Regions from separate parts of the Mus musculus genome. Here regions 1 and 2 are each linked to region 3. The links are chromatin contacts, called in public HiChIP or PLAC-seq and promoter capture Hi-C maps. All regions are on one chromosome and are shown on one strand. Each heading gives the region's core, a stretch centred on a gene start, on an enhancer-like site or on the middle of the called end of the contact. The rest is flanking DNA. Distances are from core to core; before and after follow the strand shown. Region 1 holds the start of Krt83 (keratin 83). Region 2 holds the start of Krt87 (keratin 87). Region 3 holds the start of Krt2 (keratin 2).

The links. Promoter capture Hi-C pulls out the DNA fragments that hold promoters and counts their contacts. HiChIP or PLAC-seq counts read pairs in DNA pulled down with a chosen protein or histone mark.
Region 1: a promoter capture Hi-C map of embryonic stem cells shows a contact between it and region 3, with 3 times the contacts expected there. The contact joins the promoter of Krt83 here to the promoter of Krt2 in region 3. A contact is called at or near these places in 6 of 39 promoter capture datasets (the 3T3-L1 cell line, 3T3-L1-derived adipocytes, cranial neural crest and 3 more), 1 of 115 datasets of contacts at active chromatin or transcription factors (embryonic stem cells) and 3 of 9 other capture datasets (adipose tissue, embryonic stem cells and liver).
Region 2: a contact with region 3 is called in an H3K4me3 HiChIP or PLAC-seq map of embryonic stem cells, with 20 read pairs. The contact joins the promoter of Krt87 here to the promoter of Krt2 in region 3. A contact is called at or near these places in 5 of 39 promoter capture datasets (3T3-L1-derived adipocytes, HPC-7-derived erythroid cells, embryonic stem cells and 2 more), 1 of 484 Hi-C or Micro-C datasets (embryonic stem cells), 1 of 115 datasets of contacts at active chromatin or transcription factors (embryonic stem cells) and 3 of 9 other capture datasets (adipose tissue, embryonic stem cells and liver).

What each region holds. Positions count from the first base shown.
Region 1 is chr15:101,489,075-101,493,761 of GRCm38.p6, reverse strand. Krt83 (keratin 83) reads left to right here and starts at 2,250. Exons shown (of 9, transcript NM_001201323.1): 1 at 2,250-2,675; 2 at 3,970-4,178. The coding sequence starts at 2,313.
Region 2 is chr15:101,436,832-101,441,372 of GRCm38.p6, reverse strand. Krt87 (keratin 87) reads left to right here and starts at 2,569. Exons shown (of 9, transcript NM_001003668.2): 1 at 2,569-2,986. The coding sequence starts at 2,603.
Region 3 is chr15:101,815,240-101,819,830 of GRCm38.p6, reverse strand. It overlaps Krt2 (keratin 2), which reads left to right and starts at 1,662. Exons shown (of 9, transcript NM_010668.2): 1 at 1,662-2,377; 2 at 3,306-3,520; 3 at 3,867-3,927. The coding sequence starts at 1,730.

The DNA of each region.
Region 1 (4,687 bases), core at 1,001-3,500, 330 kb after region 3:
GATCCCTTGAATAGTCTACGCCACAAAGCTAGACAGGAATGAGCATCACCATGGCTCCTCAAGCTGAGGAGGTGTGTGTGTCTACACAGAGTCCCTCAGAGAAAGAACCCTCCTGATTCCAGCCCCAGGACTGGGACAGATGAGCTAGCCAGAGAACAATGGTGTTGTTACACAGCATCGAGGAAGAACTTCTGGAAAGACTCACCACCTTATACCCCTCCACACTTCAAGCAACCAGTGCCATGTGGATCCAGCCATTCTTGAGGCTCCCATACTGAGCAGGGGGGAGAAAGAGCTGGTGTTTTCTTGAGTTTCTGGCAGCAGTAAATCTGTAAAGGCTTAGAATGAAGAAGCAGTCAGTCAGTCTCTCCCTCCCTCCAGCAACTGCAGAAGTCCCACCTGCCCCAAGCCTCAAGGTCAAACCCATGGTGGGTCTTTCACACCAGAAGCCCCTATCCCACCACCCATGCCTTGGCCTCAAAACTGTGGGAACCCGAGTGTGGGGCCCAGAAGAGACCTTTCCTCTGTACCTCTGGCAGGCAAGCGTGGTCCAGCTTCCTGACAAGTCTCTAAAGCAGAGCACCTCCTCTTCATTACAGTGCTCCCTGTGGGGTGTGCCTGGCCCACACCCCACACACCCCAAGGAGGGAAGGGCAAAAGGTGAGGTGCTGGTGGGATGTGTGGAGGGCTATTTTTAGCTCATGCTTAAGCTTACTCAGGAAATGGTTCCATTAAAGCCGTCATCCTCAGAGGCCATCCAGAGACGTGTGCCTGGGAGGGTTTATGAGCTCAAACACCCAGGTTGGGGAATCCTCCCGGATGAGCCATCACGTGACCTAAAGTTAAGGATAAGGCCAAATTTAGAAAGCATGGCTTTAAGGACAGCCTTATCCCATTCAGCGAGTCCTCCGAGGGGAGGAATAGGTCCCATTCAGGACCCTGTGAGCCCACACAGTCTATTTCCTGTCTCCCAGTGGCTGCAGGCACACCGACTCAGTCACTGAGTTTACCTTGTCAGAGCCCCGTTGCAGAGCCAGGTCATTGAAAAAGATTCCTCTCGATTGCCGCTTCTCCATCATCCACTGGTCAAAACCTGGTCTCCCCAAGCTCTTTCCACACCACACTCCTCCAAAACCCCGGCTCTTGGCGGGATCCCCAGGGAGCAGCATTGTGGCTGTGGTGACAGCCAAAGTGACCCCCAGTGTGTTTTTCCTGGATGATGAGGAATGAGCAGGCAGTCTCAGGTCCAGAGCTAGACTATAGTATCTGGGCTCTTCTAATTCACCCCCTCTCTGTCCTTCTCAAACCCACCTTTAGCTCCTCTCCTGGAGTCTGGAGAGCTTGTTCTCATGGTCCAGATCCTATCAGCAATGACCTCTGAAAACTCAAAGCAAATCTGCCTCTAGAGCAGCGGTTCTTAACCCGTGGGCTGCAACCCCTTAAGGCGCTTATATCAGGTATTTACTTTACAATTCATAACTATAGCAGAATTATAGTTATGAAGTAGCAATGAAATGATTTTATGGTGGAGGGGGTCAACACAATGTGAGGAGAGGTATGGAAGGGCCGCCGCTTTAGGAAGGTTGAGACCCCCTGACCTAGATACCCGCTGACCTAGAGACCTGCTGACCTAGAGTCTATGCTGAGTATTCCAGCGTGCCTTGTCCTACATGCCAGCTTTTCTCCCTGCACTGGGAACCCAGAACACAGAGGCCAAACCCTGCTTCCACTCTAGATTCTGTACCCTCTGACCACTGCCCTCTCTCTCACCCCATCCTGGACAGGCTCTGTGAAAGAAGGGCCTGAGAAAGGCTGACCTTAACAATGAAGACAGAACCTCATCTCCCTGCCTTTTAGATAGGGAGAGACAAGGGGAGGGAGGTAGGGACATACTCCCTCACAGGATGGGGTAGAACCAGCCACTCTGCCCAAAGCCAGGCCAGATAGCCAGGCTCATAGCCCAGGTGTGAACCTTCCAGAAATGGGTTCAGAGAGAATGTTCCAAGAAATTCCCTTGCCCTTCTCTACCAGAGACCAAGGGAGGGGCAGAGACCAGGGCAAGCTTGTAAAGGACTTTGAAGATGAAACAGGCCTGTAGCCAAAGATTGTTGACACAGCCACACTAGGAGTTGGAGCTTAAGAGGCCAGGCGCTGCCAAGCCAATAAAACACAGCTATTGTCTCTTCTTGGCCCCTTTTATATGCCAGCAATTGCTAGCATATAAAAGGGCCTTCAATGACCCAGGGGACACACGGCCTCAGTTCCAAACACTGTCAACTTCTCTCCTCTTCGCGCGTGTCTTCTCCTCCACCATGACCTGTGGCTTTCGAACTGGAAACTTCAGCTGCGCCTCAGCCTGCGGGCCCCGGCCTGGCCGCTGCTGCATCTCTGCAGCTCCCTACAGGGGCATCTCCTGCTACCGAGGACTCTCAGGGGGCTTCGGCAGCCAGAGTGTCTGTGGGGCCTTCCGCTCCGGCTCCTGTGGACGCAGCTTCGGGTACCGATCTGGAGGCATCTGCGGGCCCAGCCCACCCTGCATCACCACCGTCTCTGTCAATGAGAGCCTGCTCACACCCCTGAACCTGGAGATCGACCCCAATGCTCAGTGTGTGAAGCATGAGGAGAAAGAGCAGATCAAGTGTCTCAACAGCAGGTTCGCGGCCTTCATCGACAAGGTGGGTGTCCTGGACCAGCCCCTTCCCGGAGCACATCATGTGCTCAGCCAAGGCTGGACAGTGAGGGGGAATCAGAGTGAAGGCCCATAGAGCCTCCAAGGCCAAAGGGAACACAGACAGGAAGCAGTACCTTTCAGTCTGGTGTGGAAAAAAAAAAAAACTGAAGGCACCCTCAGAACTCGGAGCAGAACCTACAGAGCCCAGGCCCGGCTTCTCCAATGTGCAAGACCATGTAGATGTTTGTGTAGGAAACAGGGTGTCCTAACCAAGTCAAGGTCAAAAATGGGGACTGCCTGGTGGCTTATCTCACAGAGCCTTTTGAATCCCATGTAACCACTGTGGCCAGTATGCTCTGTGCAAGCGACTGTATTTGAGCTCAGCACGCAGGCCTGCGCTATAGCCACAGCCCAGGTCCACAGGAGCCAGGATGGACTCAAACCTGCAGCTGTCTTCACAGAATCCAGACATCCACATGCAGCTGAGGCTTGAGTACAAGCTCCACGGAGAGAGCAGCTGGGGCCCTGGGGAGAGCTATCTAGAGCTGGCACACATGAGACACTAAAGGTAGCACAAGGTAGAACTTACTAAGTCCATGGAAAGGTCATTAAACACAGGCGTCGGAATCAGGGAGTGGACCAACCTGGTGGTGGGGAGACAGGGTCTACATGCAGCTTGGGCACCCTGATAGTCTGTAATAATGGTGGTGAGATACAACCCCTGCCAATCAACAGTCTCTCCCTGCAGTCAGCCATGTTCCTCGTCCTTCAATCCCACTCTTGAGCTCAGAAACACAAGGCAGCCCTGCACTTGGATCCCAGGTGCTCATTATTCTAATTGCGCTGTTGTTGCCGGGATCCAGTCATTTGCACTTGTTCACTTTTCAGAGTTTACAGTCTGCCTTCCTAAACGGGCTCACCGGTCCAGTCGCAGGCTGACCGTCACAGCTGCCCTGGCTGTGCTAGCTTCTTGAGGTAGAATGAATGCTTCTCTGCACCTTACTAACAGGTGCTTCAGCCACCCCATCCTGTGGAAGGCTGGGAGCTTTATCCAAAGTCACAGACTAAGAAGAGGCAGAGTCTGGACTGGGTTAAGTGCGTTCAGCGACACCAGGTGAACTGACTGAAGTTAGCTCTCAGGACGGAGTTCCAGGTTGCCACCTACCTTCAGCCCCAGTGTGGCGGTGAAGACATGTCAGCAAGGGAGGCCATGAGGCACACACACACACACACACACACACACACCTACCCTGTGATTCTGCAAGAGTATGTTCTCAGACGTTAACTCTGCATGGCAGGTGCGCTTCCTGGAGCAGCAGAACAAGCTGCTGGAGACCAAGTGGCAGTTCTACCAGAACCGCAAGTGCTGTGAGAGCAACATGGAGCCTCTGTTCGAGGGCTACATCGAGACGCTGAGGCGGGAGGCTGAGTGTGTGGAGGCCGACAGCGGGAGGCTGGCTGCTGAGCTCAACCATGCGCAGGAGTCCATGGAGGGCTACAAGAAGAGGTGAGGGCCACTGGGGAGTCTTGACAGGAGCTCCCTGGGTATAGACAAGCTGGCTTGTGCTTGGGGTCTCTGCCTGCCTAAGTCAGGAAGCCCAGCCCTGCCTTATCAATCAAGGAGCCCTCTCCCTGTCTTCCTTCAGGCACAGAATTCTTCACAAGGTTCTCACCGTCCCCCTCCCCTTCTCCACCCAGCTTTCCTAGTCTCCAGAACTAACCCTAAAGTCTCTGAATGTTGTTTGTAGGGTCTTTCCTCTACTCTCCTCCAACACTGCCACACACACCCTATAGACACAGCAGGATGCTACCAATCCAGCCAGCAGTGTGCATGGTCCCTGCCCTCGGGGAGTCTGCTGGGAGGCAAGCATGACATGGTCATGTATGGAGACAGTTCCATGTGACACAGGCATGAAGGATGGGCACCAGGCCTCAGGAAGCTTCTGCTCCTCCAAGAGACCACCCAGCCTTCTTCAGTAGCATGTTCTGTTACAGCCCCTGGCACCTAATCCTGTC
Region 2 (4,541 bases), core at 1,320-3,819, 380 kb after region 3:
GCCTCCCCTCCCCAGCACCTGTCATCACTGACGCTCTGATGGAGGTGTCAGTCCTGGATTGCATCCGGTACTGCTCACGATTCAGCCTACTTCTCTCCCAAGTTCCAAGAGTAATAAAGGGGCCACCAAGGGGCATGCGCCCCAAAGGCTGGGTCAGGTATTAGTATGAACATCTGGGGGGGAACACTGTGGCCAATGTGTCAAGGTACCCCTTTCAGGTTGTGTGCTTAGCAGGCTCAACTCAGCCTGCAGCTCTCCCAGTCTCTGCACTTCACATGCACATAATTTTCTGTGCAGAGAGACTGGCTGTTCACACCCTGTCTGGTTGTGCTAGCACAGACGTTCTGTTCAAAACACAGAAACTCTCTGAGCCAGAACTGTGCAAGCGCTACCACACATTCGATTTAAATCCTCAAACTTCAGAGGAAGTCTGACCCCTTAGCAAGAAACAACCCCAGGGAGGATTCCTCAAGGCTACCAATCCCAAAAGAAAATTGGAATGAGAGCTTCCTGGAGGATTCCATATCAGCAAGCACAAGGTCCTGGTTTTTATCCCAAACACAGATGGAAAAAAAAAATCAAAGGAATAAAAATATACAATCTTGAATCAGATGTGGTAGCACATGCTTTCAGGAGGAAGATGGAGAGTTCAAAGCCAGCCTGAGCTACAGAGTAAGGCCTTGGAGAAAGAGGGCGAGGGGGAGGGGGAGGGGGAGGGGAGGGGGAGGGGGAGAGAGAGAGAGATGTCTTACAGCCAAGACACTGAAGTTGAAGATTCATCTCATGCACAGAACCATGGCTGAACTAAACTGAGAGGAAACAAACCCAGGCTGGACCAAATCACCCTATCCCAAGAGAGACAGTTGTAAAGAACAAAGTTGGTGGCAATCCAACAACACTCCTTGGAAGTGAGCTGTCAGGGCTGGCTATGATGACCTTGGAGTTCCCAGATTTAATTATTGCATGCACAGTAATAGCACAGCTTTAAAACAAAGGAAGCACCAGGTGACCTGCAGGCTTCTCTTTAATGCTGGCTGCTGAGCACACACTCCGGTTTCCGCTGCTAGCGATGGGACACATAATTAACTTCCTTTATGATGGTTCTAGCTGCCTAGAGTCAGTATCCATGACCATTGGAAACAGCCCATACTCCTGCCTCTAAGATCCCAGCCTTATTCCACAGCCCACAGCCCACAGCCACACAGGCACAGGCCCTGAAGAGACAGCCTTGAAGCAGTTCTGATCGCTCAGAACTCTCAGATCCTGACTCCAGTCCTTGGAGCCTTCCACATAAGTCTATGCGCCACTATGAGGTCACCTTGCTAAGCAGATGAATGGGCACAACCCCTGAAGAAAGCCTTTGATTTGGGAGAAATCATGTGTCAAAGAGCCCTCCACAGTGGATGCAGTGGCTCACACCTGCTGTGCCAGCATTTGGGGTGTGGAGGCAGTAACACCATGAGCTCAAGGCTAGTGATTTGGGGTCAGCCTGGACGACGTGAATCCTTATTTGTCTCAAAAACAACGAAAATCCCTTAGTGGGCTAGGCAGGGCAGTCATCAGTGTTTGTGGCTTCTCTCTCCAAAGTGCATAGGGAAGGGTAGAAGGGTTAGAGGAGATAGGAGCTGAGCTGAATGAGAAAGAGAGAGACAGAGAGACAGATAGACACACAGAGAAAGACAGAGATAGAAAGACAGAGAGAGACAGAGAAAGAGACAGAGACACACACAAAGAGACAGAGAGACGGAGAGGGAGGGAGGGAAGAGGAGAGGAGAGGAGAGGAGAGGAGAGGAGAGGAGAGGAGAGGAGAGGAGAGGAGAGGAGAGGAGAGGAGAGGAGAGAAGAGAAGAGAAGAGAAGAGAAGAGAAGAGAAGAGAAGAGAAGAGAAGAGAAGAGAAGAGAAGAGAAGAGATACGGGAACGTTTCTGCCTAAAGGGACACAGGAAGAATAACAAGTTAACAATAGTGGAACAAATAGATAAACAAGCAAACATTTCTGGAGCTCTTAAGTGCTAGGTCCTGCCTAAGAGGCTTTCGGATCCATTATCCTATTATCCTATTATCAGCAGCTCTTCTGTTATTACTACTATTATTGTTGTTATTATTATTATTATTCCCTTATCCCTGCTCCCCACAGGACTTCTAAGGCTCAGAAAGGTTATTTACCCACCCAAAGTTGGACATGAATTTGCCCATAACTTCAAAGGTCTTGTCATCGTGCGAGCACGCCCCCTACAGCATGAATTCAAAGGTCACCTCCAAGGCCAGGGCTTCCTAGCCTTCAGGGTGGAGAACCAGGTGGGATGTGAGCCAGCCTGGGATGGAGACAGTGACCCAGTGAGTCCCAATAGCGCGACACGAGGGTCCCGCCCGATGCCCACAGTGCCCAGCCCCGGAGCTGACCAGGCGCTTCGTGGCACCATAAAGCCAGGGCGGGCGGGAGAAGAACGCCGTTTTATGGGGGCGGCAAGGTAGCCCGGGCTGCTTTGATTCCAACAGGCAAGCTCATAAACGCCTGGGCGGCGGGCGCGCTCCCTCCTGCACGATATAAGGCTCAGAGCGAGCCTCGGGGTCCAGCCTGACTCTGTATCGCCTCTGAACCATGTCTTGCTTCTCCTCCCGCCTCGGAGCCTCCTGTGGGGTCCGCGCCTTCAGCTGCGCCTCGGCATGTGGTCCCCGGCCCGGCCGCTGCTGCATCTCTGCAGCTCCCTACAGGGGCATCTCCTGCTACCGCGGACTCTCAGGGGGCTTCGGCAGCCGCAGCGTCTGCGGGCCCTTCCGCTCTGGCTCCTGTGGACGCAGCTTCGGGTACCGATCTGGAGGCGTCTGCGGGCCCAGCCCCCCCTGCATCACCACCGTCTCTGTCAATGAGAGCCTGCTCACACCCCTGAACCTGGAGATCGACCCCAATGCTCAGTGTGTGAAGCATGAGGAGAAGGAGCAGATCAAGTGTCTCAACAGCAAGTTCGCAGCCTTCATCGACAAGGTGGGTGTCCTGGGCCAGCCCCTTCTTGGCACCTGAGGACCTGCTGGGAGCAATCCGCAAGCAGGTTCTCAGAAAGGGAGCTCTAGGTAACTTTAGATGATGAGAAAAGTCACACCTCTTCAAGACTGCTCCAGTACTTAAGACTGAGAAAGGACATTGGTCTTAACTTCTCTCCCTTCTAATGCAGCCTTCTCTCCTACTTTTATTTATTTTTTTAAAGATTTATTTATTTTATGTATATGAGTACACTGTAGCTGTCTTTCTCTCCCACTTTTAACGAAGAAAATTCACAGCCCCATGGGACAGTCTCAACTAGAATGCCGTGCTTTGTGAAATCATTTGACACATACCTAGTGAGGCTGCTTTCCCAACACAGTGAATTCGTTGTTTCAGTGTGCCATGCGTGCAAATTCCTGCGCATGCGCACATACGTATGTTTGGATCTCGCAGCGTGGTGTCTCCAGAGAGGGCAGAGAGCTACAGCCAGCCTTGAAACCGGAAGCACATAAAGACTGATGCCTGTGGCATAGTCCTTCGTGCCCGGAATTGAAAAAGTGACAGTGATGGAGCCGTTCCACCACACAGTCAGATCAGACCCGGGCACGGAGTGTTCCATTCCTCAGGCCCTGAGTTAGAGGGCCCAAAGCCCAGAGTCACAGTTCCCTCTAGCCAGACTACACCCTAGGAAAGTAGCCACAGTCAAGCAGAAAGGAACCTGGACCCAAGAGTCTGTAGCCTTTGCCCAACACCTAATTCCTCCTCTGGCTCACTGGGTGATATGGTATGGCGGGCGGCGTCCTCTCTGAACCTCAGCAGCTTCCCACCAGTGTGTGCGCCGGCCACACCCTTGATCAGGAAGGTCGAGCTGAGAAAGCCCCAGGATCTTAGCAACTAAGACCACCCAAACCATTCTGCGCACACGGTACCAAGGACCCCAGTTCCCATTTTTGGAACTTCTAATGCTCCAGTCCTCAGCTGTACTCTTGGAAGTAGGAGCACAGGGGCCAGGCCTGCAGGTGAGAGGCAGCCCCGCTCCAGTCCAGTCTCAGGAAGTGGAAACCCAGAGGCCCAGGGCTAGTCGGGGCTGGCTGCCATTCTTTAGTCAACACAGGTCCTTGGCCACATCCACTGTCCGATCTACTTGACTGACAGTAAACGGTGACATTCCCATGGACCTGTTTTCTAAAATCTTCTCCAGTCTACATGATTTCTAGAGACTAGCAAGTACTTGGGACTCCAGAGCTCTTAAGTGGCAAGAGCCCCAGAATGCTCACCCTCGCGTCTCTGACGCACCCCAGGACTCCCTCTCTACTTTGTCCATTCTCAGCTGGTCACCAAGGACATCAGATAAGTCACAACTCTCCCTGAGGAAGCTCATGGAGAAAGGCTTCCTTTTCTCCTTTCCCTTCACTGTCCTGTGTTCCTTCCTCCAGGGAGCCTTCCCTGCTTTCCTCTGCCTTACCGGAAGTCACTCAGTTACCCAGCACAGCTACATGTCTCAGGGTTTCCCTCCTACCCCATCTGGACAGACATTCATTTGCCCAACCATTACACA
Region 3 (4,591 bases), core at 413-2,912:
CTCCTCCTCCTCCTCCTCCTCCTCCTCCTCCTCCTCCTCTACCTCCCCCTCCTCTTCTTCGTCTTTCCCTTCTACTCCTTCTCCCCCTTCTTCCTCAATTCCTCTTCCTTCTCCTTCCATTCCTCCTCCTCCTCTTCTTCTTTTCTTTGTCCTCCCCTTACTTTTTGATAGATGAGGAAACTGAGCAACTGAAGCTCACAGAACAACATGAGTTTCCAGCACCATTTCTCTCTGTCATGACGAAAGTATGAGCTAGGCCATTAGAAGAGAGACTAGCGCACCAAGGTTGAAAGGAAAGGAAAATATCTTTGTCTCACTCAAAATAACATCATTTAATGTTTACGACAGCATGGTTATCAAGACATTACATGCTGGGCAATGGTGGCACATGACTTTAATCCCAGCACTTGGGAGACAGAGGCAGGAGGATTTCTGAGTTTGAGGCCAGCCTGGTCTACAGAGTGAGTTCCAGGACAGCCAGGGCTATACAGAGAAACCCTGTCTCAAAAAATAAAAACAAAAACAAAAAAAAAAAACAAACCAAAACAAAAGACATTACATACCAGTTTCCTACCCCATAGCTAAGGCAAACAAAGACTCAAAGTTTCATCCAAGGTCATACAGCCAGAACGATGGCAAAATTAAGATTTAAATCCAGAGTCTCTGACTTTGAGTTGCTTCTATTTCTCCACAGCGTCTGTCTTATATGCATAGCCATCTTGTCAGGAGAAACCGTGTCTGGATTTGGTGTTAATGAGTGTTCTGTGTGGCTGGCAACTTTGGATAGACTGTCTGGGGTTTCCCAAGCTCACCGGTCTTTGAAAGTCAGTGAAGAGCCTGCCTTCTTAATGCCTTCAGAATCACAAGGCAGTGCATGGTTTCTGAGCAACAGTCCATCCACACTTGGATCTCAAAGCAACACGTTCACATGTACCCTGAGTCATACAGACTTCAGGAAAGAACTCTTCCCTTTGTTCTTTGAACCCCCAATGGAATTGATGGTGATAAAAGTTCCTGGTGACAGGACTCAATATGATCCCCTCCCCAGGGGTTGGCTATGTGTATGTTTGATGTGGCCTGGAAGGAAAGGAGCTTAGATAGTTCGATAAATGGCTGCAACATTGCAGCGTCGGAGGCCAGCTTCTCTCTGTAAGCACAGGCTGGTCCCTCCACCATAGTCATGGTATATAATGCCCCCCCCGCCCCCCTTCCTGGGCCACATGGAGGCAAGAGAGCTGGAAGTTTGGAGTGAATGCTCTCAGAGTATCAAGCCAGACCTCCGTTCCCTGGCAAGCTAGATGGGAAGCCCACACAGGCCTGGGTGGTGGCCAGCTTCCCATGGGTCGGTCCATAACAGGGAGCAGTGTACTCTTCAGGACATTTTTTTTCCAAGTTGGGAAACCCAAAGACTAATCTCCTCTTCTGATGATTTTACAAAAATCAAATTGCATGACAGATGCACAGATAAACAGGAGCCGTTCGCAAATCAAAGCAGGTTCTGGATTGGAGCTGATTAGTAGATGTTTTAATGGCCATTAGGTTGATAATCACTCACCAAGAATAGCTTCCAGGCAGACCAAACCCATGCGTAAGTGGGCCCACACCCAAGCTCACCAACACCTAGTTGGCAGGTATATAAGGGACCCTGTGAGTCTCCCGACAGCACACTTTGGTCTCCAGCCTCGGATCTGCTCAGGAATATTCACTCGTCTTGCTGAGCAAAAACATCATGAGTTGCCAGATCTCCTGCAGGTCCCGAAGAGGAGGAGGCGGCGGCGGAGGCGGCGGATTCAGGGGCTTCAGTAGCGGTTCAGCTGTGGTCTCTGGAGGGAGCCGGAGATCAAATACCAGCTTCTCCTGCATAAGCCGCCACGGTGGTGGCAGAGGAGGCTCTGGTGGAGGTGGCTTTGGTAGTCAGAGTCTTGTTGGCCTCGGCGGGTACAAGAGCATCTCTAGTAGCGTGGCTGGCAACAGTGGTGGCTACGGTGGCAGCAGCTTTGGAGGCAGCAGTGGCTTTGGAGGAGGCCGAGGATTTGGAGGTGGCCAAGGATTTGGAGGCAGCGGTGGCTTCGGAGGTGGCTCTGGCTTTGGAGGAGGCCAAGGATTTGGAGGTGGCAGCCGCTTTGGAGGTGGCAGCGGCTTCGGAGGTGGTGGATTTGGCGGAGGCAGTTTTGGCGGAGGCCGATTTGGAGGTGGCCCTGGAGGTTTTGGGGGCCCTGGAGGATTCCCTGGTGGAGGTATCCATGAAGTGTCTGTCAATCAGAGCCTCTTGCAGCCTCTTGATGTTAAAGTAGACCCAGAGATTCAGAACGTGAAGTCTCAGGAGCGGGAGCAGATCAAAACCCTCAACAACAAATTTGCCTCTTTCATTGACAAGGTGAGTGGGAGAGGCCGCACCTTCTGTCATGAGACGCTGGGATCCTGCACTTGCTGTGCTGGCTGAAAAGGAAAGGACAGACTCTCCCTCAAGAGTCATTGATGAGGCCACTGTAGCCAGGGGACTTTGCAAGTTCCAAAGTAGGAGAGACGCTGGTCTTGTGGACTACAGTTTCTTCAACAGTTTCTTTGTATTTTATTTTTCAGCCCAAATAAATGTTATTTATAGAAAATTCTCATCTCATAGAAAAGCTGAAATAGACAAGTAATAACAGAACAGGTCGGGTCAGGTGACAGCAGGATTGGAAAGCAACAACGAGAAGGGATAGAGTTTGTTTCTCCTGTTATTAGTCTAATAAATCCCAGCAATCTATACTTGAAATAACTTTGGGGTTGAATAAAATTCTAGCCTTCCAGAGAACCAGCTCATTTTGGTGACCCATAAACTTTTTATTGGTGTCACTTTGGGGTGTTGCTGTCTTGGTTCCTCTGCCTTGGATTAGACAGGATTTACAAGGTTCTTAAAACTGAGGGAGGAGCCCTGCCTGTCCTCAGGACTCTCTTATTTGATGCAATCTGCTGCTGGGACAGCAGGTGCCCGCTTTTTTCTTGGTCCAGAATTTATAGGGCTTTGGAAGAATGTTAGCACGGAGGAGGGGAATGCCTCAAGTCTGGGGAGGAGCCTGAAGTAGGAGAGTGCAGAGTGGAGAGGAGCAGAGGCAGTGTCAGAAGTCTATAGAACTTCCATGTGTGATGTTGTGGAGCTCAGAAGCTCTGCCTGGTGCCTCCCAGCCTGCCTTGGGTAGTGAGGGTAAAGTCTTGTGACTTGTACGTCTCCCGGAGCAGCAGCACAGGTTCTCTGGGTGAGAGTGGCTCCCTGGTGTGAAAGGTGACGTCCAACTTCTGTATTTTTCCTCTGGCCACTGTAGGTGCGATTCCTGGAGCAGCAGAACCAGGTGTTGCGGACCAAATGGGAACTCCTGCAGCAGTTGGATGTAGGCAGCCGCACCACAAACCTGGACCCCATCTTCCAGGCCTACATAGGCATGCTCAAGAAGCAAGTGGACAGGCTTTCTGCAGAAAGGACCTCACAGGAGTCAGAGCTGAACAACATGCAGGATCTCGTGGAAGACTTTAAGAAGAAGTAGGTGACGGAGGAGACCTCAAGTGGAGATGGATTTTTTTTTTTTTTTTTTTTTTTTTTTTTTTTTTTACTATGGGCATCCACTCTCTTATTGCTCAGTGTGCTTGGGCTGGCGCACCAGGGTGGTATGGAGGGGCCTCCTTTTTGAGTGCAAAGAAAGCAGGGATTTGGAGCTCAAACATGCTTGAGTTAATGAATATAAAGGTACCTTCATTTTGGATTTTTATATTTTCAATCTGGGCATTTAAAGAGAGTTTAATTTTCCAGTAGAAATAGGGAAAGGAAAAAAAAAAACCTTGCCAACGGGATCTGATCTAACTGCAGTTGTCTTCTGGGGGCTCAACAGGTACGAGGATGAGATCAACAAGCGCACGTCTGCGGAGAATGATTTTGTGACCATTAAAAAGGTGAGTGAGGACTACCCTGGGCTTAGGGAGGATAGGACTGTACCACATCTTACTGTGTCTAGAGAGGTGGCTAAGACGTCACTGTGAGGGCACACAGCCAGAGATAGGTTAGGGGCACACCAGGAGCTGGTTCTTCTGAGAAGAACAGGGCCTCTGTGTTTTAACTTCCATAGGTGATGTTCCAATTTGCTTACTGTGTTTGAGAAAGCATCTCTCATCAATAATCTACTTAAAGACTGTCATGAAAAAAAATGCCAAAAGAAAAAAAAAAAAACAAGGCACTTTATTATTTTTAAAAGCACAGGAGGAAGAGGGCTCTTAAGAATGCCTGCTTATGAATGAATTATGCTCATCAAAGACTGAGCTAGAAGACTGAAAAGTGTTAGCCTAGGTCCTGTAAGGGTTTTAGAGAACAATCCATGTAAGTTCAGGAGAGTCTGGATGGGCAGGTAGGATGGGAGGCATGAATACGGTGGGAGGGCATAGAAACCATCTCACCCCTTAGGGGAACTCACCCCTTAGGGGAACTCTTAAGTAGGAGGGAGACTCATTGGTAATGTTCCGTCCATTGTAAGTTCTCAGGAGGATGGAGTGTGTGAACGATAGATCTGAACATGGATCCTTCCACAGAGGTGCCTATGCTAAATGAGACTCTGTGGAGATA